Regions from separate parts of the Mus musculus genome. Here regions 1, 2 and 3 are each linked to region 4. A link is a contact called in public Hi-C and HiCAR-type data. All regions are on one chromosome and are shown on one strand. Each heading gives the region's core, a stretch centred on a gene start, on an enhancer-like site or on the middle of the called end of the contact. The rest is flanking DNA. Distances are from core to core; before and after follow the strand shown.

Region 1 (2,700 bases), core at 111-2,610, 370 kb after region 4:
AATCACAGTTCTTCATTCCATATGTCTGAGACCCAAATACCTGCATTCCTCACAGAATCACATGCTGAGACTGCTGACTTATTCTTACTGTCAGGTACTCAGTTTGAGAAGTCAGAGGACTGCAGCCCAAGATGTGGCCAGAAGTACCTGGCACTGTCTCTGCCCCCCCCCCCCCCCCAATCAGGAGGTCTTCATAGTGATGGGGTGAGAAGGCCACCATTACTGATTTCTCCTTGGGGTCCTAGATACATAGTTTACTCCTTGACCAGTGGATGGCTCTTTGTCAATATAGTATTTTCTGGAGACAGTTCTAAAATGATGAAAAAGTAACAAGCCTGTTAGGAAAACAGCCTCCAGGAGGTGACCATGAAGGCCAATTCCAACATAAACAATTTTACAAAAAGATTTACATGTATGTGTGTTTTGCCTGGTATATATGCATACCATGCGCATGCCTGGTGCCCATGGAGGTCAAAGAGTGTGTTGGGTCTTCTGGATCTGGAGTTCATCATGGTTGTAAGTCACCTTCTAGGTGCTTGGAACCTAAACTTGGTTCCTCTGCAAGAGCACTAAGTGCTCTTAAAAGCTGAGACTTAACTCCAGCTCCTAAATTTATTTATTTAAAGTAATTGTCCTAATTCCTTCCAATACCCCAGGTACTGTATCCTCAGTTTTTCTTGCCACTACATCCTCTGTTGTAACTTTGTAGTTTCTTTCTTTTCTTGCTGGGGCCGCCCTGATCTGTAGCTAATTGTTCAGTAATTGCAGCTGAGTCGCTCTGCTGTGCCTGCCCCGGGTTGTTTGTCACAAGATGTCTGGAGGAGAGATTTTCCAAAGCATGTAGCTCTTCCTTAGCCTTGGCTTTTGCCAAATCTTGTTTCAAAAGCAACCCAGGATCTGACAACTCTAAGGCTGGTAAAACCCTGACAGCTGTGCTCCTTTCCCTATCCGCGTCCTCCGGGACTAATCCTTCATTTCCAAGAGAAACTCTCCTGCGGTGGTCACAGTCTTCCACAGAGCCACAATTCCTGTGTTTCTGCTGTGTCTTGGCTGCTCTCAGACTTTGCTTTGGACCTGGTGATGCTGACTCATAGTTATACGCAGGGCTCCTGCTTAGAAGCCCCGTCTTCAACCACTCCCCAGGATGAAGTTGCTGCTGGCTGCGAGTGTCTCCTGGCTGAGTCTGAGAAACATTTTCCAGCTTTTGAACAGGAAGCTCCTGGTGGCTCTTGGCTGCTCTTATGTCATCTTGTGCTTGACCCACAGATTCTGACAGGAGAATGGCTGAGGCATCCCTCCTCCATGGTACCACAGTAATTACTGAGTCACTAGATCTTCCCACGAGGTCCCCGCTGGGCTGTGGTTTGCTCACATCAGTGCCTTTTGATTTAGTTCTTCTCACACTAAAACAGACAATAAAGATTGTAGAGTATATGAGGTTTGCAATGGCATGGGATCCTCCAAACCCCCACTCGCTGGTTGTTACTCCTAAGAACAAGGCATGTACCAGCTGGCTTCTCAACACCCTGGCATATCTAGGAAATCCCCAAAGTGTATGGTGAATACTGATTGTATTAAGTAATAACATCTACATTTTCCACTAAACTATGATATGTTCTGAATTTTCATTATTGGTTCATCAATGGAATCACAATGAATAATTTTTAACTAAAGCAAATAGATATCCATCTTTAGATATTAAAGGCAAATAATGCCTGGGGTTGATATACTGACTTTTTGTGGGAGAAAATGCTTAGATACATCCAAAACACAGTATGTTTGTGCATACTCATGCATATGCAAAAATATGCACACATACAATTTCTATTTGTAAGTAAATACTAATCTGAAAATTCCCTTGTGATACTTTAAGGTATTATGCAGCAGGTGCTGGCTTATTCACCAACCATATGGGAATAAGCCTCAGTTAATCAGACTTGGTCAGTCCTGGAAAAAAATTCAGACAGTTAACATTAAACAAAGTATAACTCTAACAAACAGTGTATGTATCTTCTTTATCTATCATCTGTCTGTTCATCTGTATGTCTCTAACTATACATGTATGTATCTATGTCTGTCTGTCTGTCTGCCTGTCAGTCTGTCTGTGTCTCTCTCTCTCTTCTTCTCTCATCTAACCTTTTTCTTCCACAGGATACATAATAAGTAAGACAAACTTTACTTAACTATAAAACAAACTTCCAGGGCAAGACAGGAACTTCACAAGAAACTGAGAGACTTAAGCCCTTAATTTTGGCAAAGAGTTGACAACAATACATTTACAAATAGCATGAAACTTCTTCAGCCACTAAATTCAAGCATTGAAGCTGGAATATTTACTTTGGCTAAGCTTTGTGGAAAAAAACCATAAATATGTTGTTGTAAGGGGCCTGAGGGCTGTCATAATTACATTATAGTCAGAAGAAGCATCTTACAAAAGGAATGGAGTTTTTAGGTCTGTCTGCAGTTGCCTCAAGAGCTGTGTGAAACACACCACCAGTAGGTGCTTTTCATCTTCAAAGAGCTTGGAATTAATCACTTCTTGCAACACACCTGTGAAGCAAGGAGTCTATTCCCACTATCCAGAAAGCAAGAGCAACAGGAAGGTGGGAAGGACATGCGTTAATAAATGGCTGTGGGCAGAGCCAACACAGAGGGGCTTCTGACTGGGTTCCATACACACTGTCATTAAGTGATCACTCT
Region 2 (2,700 bases), core at 38-2,537, 290 kb before region 4:
TAAAATTTCTCCCAAGTTAAAGACACAAATGATAGAGAAGCTCTTGAAGAAGATGCTCAAGATATGACCATTTGACCTAACTTTTCTTCCAAGGTAGAGAACAAGACAGAGAGAGAGAGAGAGAGAGAGAGAGAGAGAGAGAGAGAGGAAAGAGAGAGAGAGAGATGAAGACAGAGATGGAGACAGAGGTAGAGAGACAGAGAAAAACAGAGAGACAGAGAGTCGGAGACACAGAGAGCTGAAGAGACAGAGGCAGAGACAGAGAGAGACACGGAGAGGAATTGAAAGGCCTCTAGCTAGCCCGAGCACGACACACATGACATGAGTCTGGCAGGCCTTGTCCTTCTCCCCCATTTCCTCTGCCTTGCTGAAAACCATTAGATTACATTCCTAAAGCGAGCCCTCAAGGTCTATTCCCTTATTTGGACATTTCCTCCTTTAGAGGCTGACTACCAAGGTCCAGCTATCAAAGTATTCAAATCCAGCAATCAAAAGCCTACCTTGGTTCATCTAATTAACATGCCCAATTAAAATTAAATACCTCATCCTAACACAGGGTTTCTTGTTTTACCTTTAGAAACCACCATTTTCCTAAGAGCCAATTCTTTTTCCTCTCTATCCAGAGACAGTCCTTTGTCCTCCCATTCCCCCCCCCAAGAATTGGTACTCCTGCCCCCTCTCTTTTGTTCCTTTCCCCTTCTCCCTTGTCCTTTATCATCTCTGCTTTTGTCTTCATCCTGTCTTTGTCTCTTATTCTCTGTCCTTTGTCCATCTGGTGCAAATAAATCTACTTTGTGCTTAGAACTTGGTCTCGGGGTCCTGATCTGATACAGATACTTTCAGAAGCAAAGAATGGAAGAATGACGGAGGAAGAAAGAAAGAAAGAAAGAAAGAAAGAAAGAAAGAAAGAAAGAAAGAAAGAAAGAAAGAAAGAGAGAGAGAAAGAAAGAAAGAGAGAGGGGGGAGGGAGGGAGGGAGGGAGAGAGGGAGAGAGAGAGAGAAAGAAAGAAAGAAAGAAAGAAAGAAAGAAAGAAAGAAAGAAAGAAAGAAAGGTGGAAGGAAGGAAGGAAGAAAGAAAGAGAAGAAGAAGAAGAAGACGACGACGACGAAGAAGAAGAAGAAGAAGAAGAAGAAGAAGAAGAAGAAGAAGAAGAAGAAGAAGAAGAAGAGAGAGAATGAGAGAATAAAGAAGAATAGAATAATCGTCTGCTCCTGTGGCTCAGCATTGGGTATAACTGCTCTCTGCTATGAGTCACAGATGACTGAGGGGTCGGTGTAGGGCATGACTCAGGGCCTAAGACAAAGATAGAACTTGATGGAGGTGGCAGGAGGCAGGAGGGCTCAGCAAGTTCAGGCATTATCTCAGCATTCCGGTGAATTCTTCTCTCCTGCAGCTGGAGGAGGCGGATAGAGAGTTCCTGCTGCATCCATAGGAAGAGATCCTACTCAGGCAGGCCTTTGGTCAAGGGCTCAAGTGACTCCAAAAAAGGAGTGGTTGATTCCGAGAGGTTTGTAGATCTGCTTAAGAAAACAAAACAAAACAAAACTGTGTTTCAGCTCCCCTCCCATCAGACTGTGGGCCAGATCAACAGACCATATCACCCTGCCATTGTATGCGGCCCCAGGAGCCAGTTACACAGTCAGTTTGAGAAGTTAATATTTAGAAAGCCTAATGACTCCATATTATTTCCTGTAAGGAAGAAATAATAAGGCAATGTTATCTGGTGTCCCACTCTCACGTAGATTTGCATTTAGCAACAGGGGTTTGAATATTTGTTTGTTTGTTTTTGTAATTATCTTGCTCAATAACAATTCAATAATTGCTAAGACTTGTTTCTGTATTTTGCTTTTTTAGGCAATACTCTTTGATTTTTGACTGCATAGTAACATGCCCAAATATATAAATATTTGTGCATCAAGTTCAAACAACCAGTACATCTCCAAAAAAGAGAACAGAAAAGAAAGAAAGAAAGAAAGAAAGAAAGAAAGAAAGAAAGAAAGAAAGAAAGAAAGAAAGAAAGAGAAAGAAAGAAAGAAAGAAAGGAAGGAAGGAAGGAAGGAAGGAAGGAAGGAAGGAAGGAAGGAAGGAAGGAAGGAAGGAGAAAAGGAGGAAAAAAAGAAAGAAAGAAAATTCTATTACCCTAAAATGACTTAGGAACAGAACTGAATCTTTGCCAAATAAGGTGCCTATTGGCCTTAAGATGCTGAACTTGAAAATGACTGTCTTAGAAACAAAGGCTAAGTGTGGTTGGCTCTCACTCAACGTGGCCACTAACATCCTTAATTACAGGACATGGCATCATTTTGATTCACAGCAGAATAAAAGGCATCTATTTGTATATTTGGAAGTTTGACTGAGGATTTCCTGATGAAGTCATTTCTGCCTTACAACAGCCCTGCTTGTACACTAGAGTTAAAACCAGGTCACCACCATTTCCATGCAAGTGTGAGTGTGTGTGTGTGTGTGTGTGTGTGTGTGTGTGTGTGTGTGTGTGTGTATGTGTGTGTGTACATGCACACTTCATTCCATAGTCTAATTAAGACTTACACATACATAATTTTCTCTAAGATTAATGCTAGTGATAAATCAAAATTTTACCTAAAAAGGAAAACACTTTCAAGTCAATTGTTTCACATCTGGATAGTGAAGAATATAGAATGTATATATTCAAATCTTTTGAGATGTATGCCTCACCCTAA
Region 3 (2,756 bases), core at 68-2,567, 430 kb after region 4:
AGTACTAGCAACAAAAGAAAAAAGTGGTATTTTGGCTTTAGCACATTTAAGGCCACACACACACACACACACACACACACACACACACATGTATGTATGTATGTATGTATGTATGTATGTATATCTATGCCAAGGTAAGCCACCAAGAGATTAAAAAGACAAACCACAGAATTTGAGAAAATATTTGTCAATTACATAGTCAATAAGGAATGTTAATATGCATAATTTATAAAGCCCTCTAAAAACTTTCCCTCAAAAGCCCAGTTAAAAATGGACTAGGCATATAGTCATTTCTCAAAAGAAAAAAAAGATATATGAATAGCCAATGAGTACATAAAAAGATGGCCAGCATCACTATTCACCAAGGAAATAGTACCAAACCAAACCAAACCAAACCAAGACAAACAAACAAGAGCCAAAAAGCCACAATTAGAGATTGTTCCACATATGTCATGATGGCAATTATCAAAGTATCAGAAAATAAGGGTCGGCAAAGGTGTAGAGAAAATAGACCCCTTGTACAGTGAGTGAGGATGTAAAATAATGCAGTCATGCGGCAAATAATATATTAGTACCTCAAAAACATAATCAAAAGAATTACCCTGTGATCCAGACATTTCTAAGTGTATATTTAAAAACCCAAAGTCCTGAAAAGATAATTTGTATATCAGTGTTCACACACTATTGTTCATACGAGTCAGAGCATAGAAGTGATCATCAACAAATGAATGAACAGACAATGTGTCATCCACTATAAGATTTCAAAAGAAGTGAAATTCTGATAAATGCATCACTAGGAATGCTGAAAACCTAACTGTAATGAAAATAAACCAGAGAATAAGATGACAAATATCATATGACTCACTCATGGAAGATACTGACTGTAGTGAGCTCAAGAAAATCAGGAAGCAGGACCTCTGCTACCCAGGGCTCAGCTAGAGCATGAGGACACATTATTCCTAGGTACAAAGTCCTACTGGACAGTGACAGACTTCTGGAGATTGGTAATGGCAACAGTTGCACAAAAATGGGAGCATACTTCTGCTGCCAAAGTAAACACTTCAATAGTTGTTAAATAGTAAATTTTATCTGTACTGTACAACAACAACTTTACCAAACAGTGACACGGGAAATTTTATTTTAGTAATATATTAATTAGGAGGGGGAAACGGTTACAAAACTGTGTATAGACTAAGCTCCCTTTGTCTGTTTAATCAATAAATCTTTTCCTCCACAAAAATGAGGATGTTTTCTTGTCTCTGAGAGAAGCTGGGTACTGAGTATGTAGCCTCAAACACACTTTAGCTGCCAGGGCAGGTTTGGGAAGGGAAGGGTTGGTTGAGAATCAGTACTGATCAAAGCACCTATTGTAACAGCTGCACTAGAGTCGGGAATCGGAGAATCTTGCTCAATTCTTTTCCTGTTGCACTGGTGAAAATATGAGCTTGTCCAGGTCTAATTGCGGTACAAGGAGTGCTTCTCTCATAATTTAAAGCAGCCCTGAGTGGCAAATCCCCTGGAGCATCTCCTGGATCAGTGTTCCACAACCTTTCTAATGCTGTGACCCTCCAATACCGTTTCTCCATACGGTTATTTTCTTGCTACATGATAACTGTAATTTTGCTACTGTTATGAATCATACTGTAAATATCTGATATGTAGGATATCTGATATGCAACCCCTGTGGGTGTCATGGCCACAGGTGGAGAACCACTGGATAGTAATATTGCTTTGTTTGGAAATGAAATTCTCTCAAGCCTTCCAGTTCAGGTAACAAAAACTACTTCTCTATTTATCATCTATACAAGGTAAGCACTCTAGACCTAGAGCGATTTCAGGAGTGTGTAATCCAGTATTTTTCCTAAACATCTTCTGTTAGCATAACGGGGCTCACAGCAGTCTACCACTACAGTCTGATAAATAGCATGCACTGACTGTATCACAGACTGCTATGAAATGCTGATTTTATGTAAGAAACAACCAACCAAAACAAAACAGAGAAACAAAGCAGAAGACCAAGAGAACAGAAAAAACAGTGGAGTGGAGTTCATAAGAACTGGGTCTGGATTCCAGCTCTGTCCCCTGTGGTCACTCAGCATGTCACTGCATCTCTATCACAGGTACTGAGGTAAGTACTGGGGTCAAGAGGAGGGAAGGAATGTGTCAACCTTGCTTTGGTTGCTCTGTGCCCTGTGGCTGTCCTGTCATCCCCGGCCTCTGCCCACTACAGGCAGCACCCACCCCATGCCACTCCTGACAAGCAAAACTCTGCACACATTTCCAAATGCCCTCCAGGAGTATCAGTGCTCCTGTCTGAGAACATTTGAAAGAGAATGACATATGGGAAAACATTCTAAAAAGCAAAGGACAGCGAATCAAGTGATGTCAGTATTAATATAAATTCATTTAAGACTATTTGTCAAAAAACCAAAAGAGACCTTTAAAATGTTACAGTTTCCTTAAGAATGTTTTATTTGCTATTTTTATATATTTTGCCTATCATTAAAAGTCCTTTAGGGCTTTCTGGCAAATGTTTGTTCCTCAAACACAAGTATCGTCATCACAGCATAGTTTTAAATGGATCACTATGCGGACATGACAGAGTGAAATATAATTGCAATCTCTACAAAGCTGAAACTTTACTTTCTTTGTCCAAAATTGCAGTGCTTGTTGCCTACCTTTTAAGGACAAGGGACTGGATCTTGTGAATTCTGCACTTGATGGCTTGCGCTGTTTATAAATGCCCACATACTCCT
Region 4 (2,700 bases), core at 146-2,645:
TAACTTGTTTTACTCTTGCGTAAATGTCTAGGAAGATTAAGTGTCTTTTCAAAGAGCCCCAGATTGAGGAGAAGATGTACATCTCCTCCACCTTAACACTGAGGGAAACTCTGGCTTTGTAGCCCTGGCAATGGATGCAACAGCCTCTGGTTCCCATAAGAAAAACATCTCGGTACCAACAGGGAGCTTCATAATAAAGATATTAGATGCTCTTGAGCTATTCTCCTGCCTCTCCTGCCTCTTTAAGGATCAATATTGAGGGTCAGATTCATTCTAAAGAAGAGGAAAAGCTGGTATCTTAGGAGAAAGAGATGCATGATAATCAGAATAAAGCACCTGCCTTATAAACTGTTCCACTTAAAAATCTCTTCTCTGAGGTAACTGTCAAGGACAGACAAAGACCATGCCCTCCTGGAGCTGCTCTGTAAGCTGTGCTGTCAATGTGTTATGTTCTTTAGGCATCCACCGAGGACATGTTAGAACTGTAGAATCTCAGACCACACTCAACATCTGCTGAATCAGAAGTCCTCAATGGGTCAGCAGCCTGGGTTGCTAAAGATTCTGCCAGCGATCCTGATAACCTAATGAGAATTTCTGCCATACTGAATAGCTCATGTGACTGTTGAATATGTGCCATCCGTGCCCACATCCTGAAATACCAAGTCCTCATCCACGAACAACGGCCCCCAGACCTAAGCCTCTCCTGTAGGCTTCTATAACATACTACCTTTACCATCCTATATCATCCTGACCTTGCAGACTTCTGCTGAAACACGATCATACCTGTGCCTTCACTTGCTCAGTTTGCAGTCCAAAATGTCAGCCCTTTTGTAAAGCATTTCTCCACCACAGATATTAAGTTCCTGCCAGCAACCACTGCCTAGATTACTGCTGTAGCAACTTTCCAAAACCGAACACAACTTTTTCCGTGAGTTGAGGGTGAGTCCAGGGTCATAGTGTCTAAGTAGAATATAAAGTTTCATGAGTACAAGCACCAGATAATTCATGCACCCGCTTTCCATGTGTATCTGTCCTTTTTCTAAAGCATCCATGTTCTCTTCTTCCAGCTCTTCTCAGAACCTAGTCTTATTCTTACTAAATAAATCAATTTTCAATCAATGCAAACTGAGAGAAGGCAACATAGCCGCTTATTTTGTTGGCCTTTAACAAAATACCCTTGGAGGATGAAATTTGTGTTTTTATCATGGGTTAAATTTATCCAAGATCTTTAGAACCACTTTCTTCCAGCAGAAATGAAGACAAGTGCAGATGACAGTGCATTTAAGAAGGGGTAGACAATGCCAGAGTTTTCTCCATTACTCTGTCATCAGAAATAATCAGCTCTAGGCTGGGCTCTAAGCTTTAGCCCCAGTGGCTGGGGATGAGTTCATGGGGCTGGAATTCAAAACACTAACCAGCTGTGGGAACGCAGTGCAAAGCTTGTCGCACTGAACCCTGTCCAGATTACAGCTGTGAGAATTTGGGAAAACCCTTCTTGCTAAGTACGTTGTCTACTTCATCATTTTTCTCTCTTAAGTTTCTAACCTGTGATCGAGCCCTGAAGTTAGAGCTACACATATTAACAATGAAGAAAAGGCAATTGTAACAATATTCCTGGACACAATCAGGGAGATTTCAAGGCTAACAATATTAATGACCTTGTCATTCTAATTTTAGATGTGATAATAGCATTATATTAGAGATGTGTATTGAGGAATATAAGGGTGGAAAGAAATAATGTCAGGAATATGCCTTTAAATTGTTAAGGAAAAAAGAGAAAAAAAGAAATTAAACAGGATCATAAGATCATAAGTCCTCAGCAATTGTTAAGTCTGGAGTAGATTATAAGGAATTAATCACATTCTCTCTCTCTCCAACCCCCTCTCTCTCCTTATAAAATTCTGTTTGAAAATAAACATAAAATTGATTATTACAAAATGGAAAAGACAGACACAAATAATTCTAGACAAAAGATACTAGACCAAAGATACTAGACCAAAGAAACTGTGTCTTAAATAACACAAAGAAAAAAGCCTTTTAGCTAAGAATTCTTTTTTCTAAGAATGACCATGAAAAAAAAATTAGTCTGCATATTTGATAGACGAGAGACTTATGTTCTCTGGTTCTGAATTCGTACCTACATCCTGCTGCAATTAATGCACTGACTGAAACAGGCAAAGGAGATGAGTAATGGACCAGATACTTTGAACGGCACACTGCTTCATTTGGTGCTTAAGTGTTAACTATTGATGAGAACAGTGAACACAGAGGGGATTCACAGGCTGGAGATTTGAGCATCCTTATATTCTACGACTTGGGAACTTTTTCTTTAAAAACCAAGAGTACCTGTGTGATGTTCAGCTAGCATTTCTACGCTGTAAGTTGTTCACCATACAGTCACAAGCCTGGACAATGTTAGAGCAAAGGTTCTCTTCTGATCTGAATGGACAAGTTGCAGATGACATTAGCAAGTCTACTTTAGTTACATGGAAAATTGAAAGCAGAATTAATTCTAGACATGAATTGGCAGATCAAGAGACAGGGAATTTATTAAGCCTTCATTTGATTCTCACACAGGAAACCCAAGTGTAGGAAGCTTTGTTCTTATGAAAGACTAATTGGCCAGTGAGGCAGCATAGAAAACAAGTCGTTTCCTAAAGGGAACTCAGTCACAGCATAATTCAGTTAAAAAAAATCCTC

Evidence for each region. A called contact is a pair of places that touch in the nucleus more often than the background predicts. HiCAR-type assays count read pairs that join an accessible place to other places.
Region 1: a contact with region 4 is called in a HiCAR-type map of fibro-adipogenic progenitors, with 2.9 times the contacts expected there. The contact joins two enhancer-like sites. A contact is called at or near these places in 1 of 15 datasets of contacts at CTCF or cohesin (the NIH/3T3 cell line) and 1 of 115 datasets of contacts at active chromatin or transcription factors (fibro-adipogenic progenitors).
Region 2: a Hi-C map of adipose-derived mesenchymal stem cells shows a contact between it and region 4, with 3 times the contacts expected there. The contact joins two enhancer-like sites. A contact is called at or near these places in 1 of 15 datasets of contacts at CTCF or cohesin (the NIH/3T3 cell line), 16 of 484 Hi-C or Micro-C datasets (the 3T3-L1 cell line, the C2C12 cell line, adipose-derived mesenchymal stem cells and 11 more) and 5 of 115 datasets of contacts at active chromatin or transcription factors (astrocytes, cardiomyocytes, embryonic fibroblasts and 1 more).
Region 3: a Hi-C map of adipose-derived mesenchymal stem cells shows a contact between it and region 4, with 2.3 times the contacts expected there. The contact joins two enhancer-like sites. A contact is called at or near these places in 1 of 484 Hi-C or Micro-C datasets (adipose-derived mesenchymal stem cells) and 1 of 115 datasets of contacts at active chromatin or transcription factors (fibro-adipogenic progenitors).

Annotation. Positions count from the first base shown.
Region 1 is chr2:137,066,296-137,068,995 of GRCm38.p6, reverse strand. Slx4ip (SLX4 interacting protein) reads right to left here. Exons shown (of 8, transcript NM_028834.3): 8 at 1-1,403. The coding sequence ends at 668. Among named protein-coding and RNA genes, the nearest start is that of Jag1, 49 kb to the left of the region's middle. Within about 2 kb of position 1,360, at least 56 of the 459 cell types and tissues checked have an H3K27ac peak or open chromatin away from gene starts, as enhancers often do. A contact at or near this core is called in fibro-adipogenic progenitors, where this site is marked.
Region 2 is chr2:137,720,863-137,723,562 of GRCm38.p6, reverse strand. It overlaps Gm14064 (a long non-coding RNA gene), which reads right to left. Exons shown (of 6, transcript XR_866773.2): 6 at 1,160-1,518. Among named protein-coding and RNA genes, the nearest start is that of Gm14064, 59 kb to the right of the region's middle. Within about 2 kb of position 1,287, at least 48 of the 459 cell types and tissues checked have an H3K27ac peak or open chromatin away from gene starts, as enhancers often do. A contact at or near this core is called in adipose-derived mesenchymal stem cells, embryonic heart and muscle stem cells, where this site is marked.
Region 3 is chr2:137,004,977-137,007,732 of GRCm38.p6, reverse strand. It overlaps Slx4ip (SLX4 interacting protein), which reads right to left. Exons shown (of 8, transcript NM_028834.3): 4 at 2,679-2,756. Among named protein-coding and RNA genes, the nearest start is that of Jag1, 110 kb to the left of the region's middle. Within about 2 kb of position 1,317, at least 26 of the 459 cell types and tissues checked have an H3K27ac peak or open chromatin away from gene starts, as enhancers often do. A contact at or near this core is called in adipose-derived mesenchymal stem cells, where this site is marked.
Region 4 is chr2:137,435,061-137,437,760 of GRCm38.p6, reverse strand. No RefSeq gene overlaps it. Among named protein-coding and RNA genes, the nearest start is that of Gm14055, 150 kb to the right of the region's middle. Within about 2 kb of position 1,395, at least 23 of the 459 cell types and tissues checked have an H3K27ac peak or open chromatin away from gene starts, as enhancers often do. A contact at or near this core is called in adipose-derived mesenchymal stem cells, embryonic heart, fibro-adipogenic progenitors and 1 more, where this site is marked.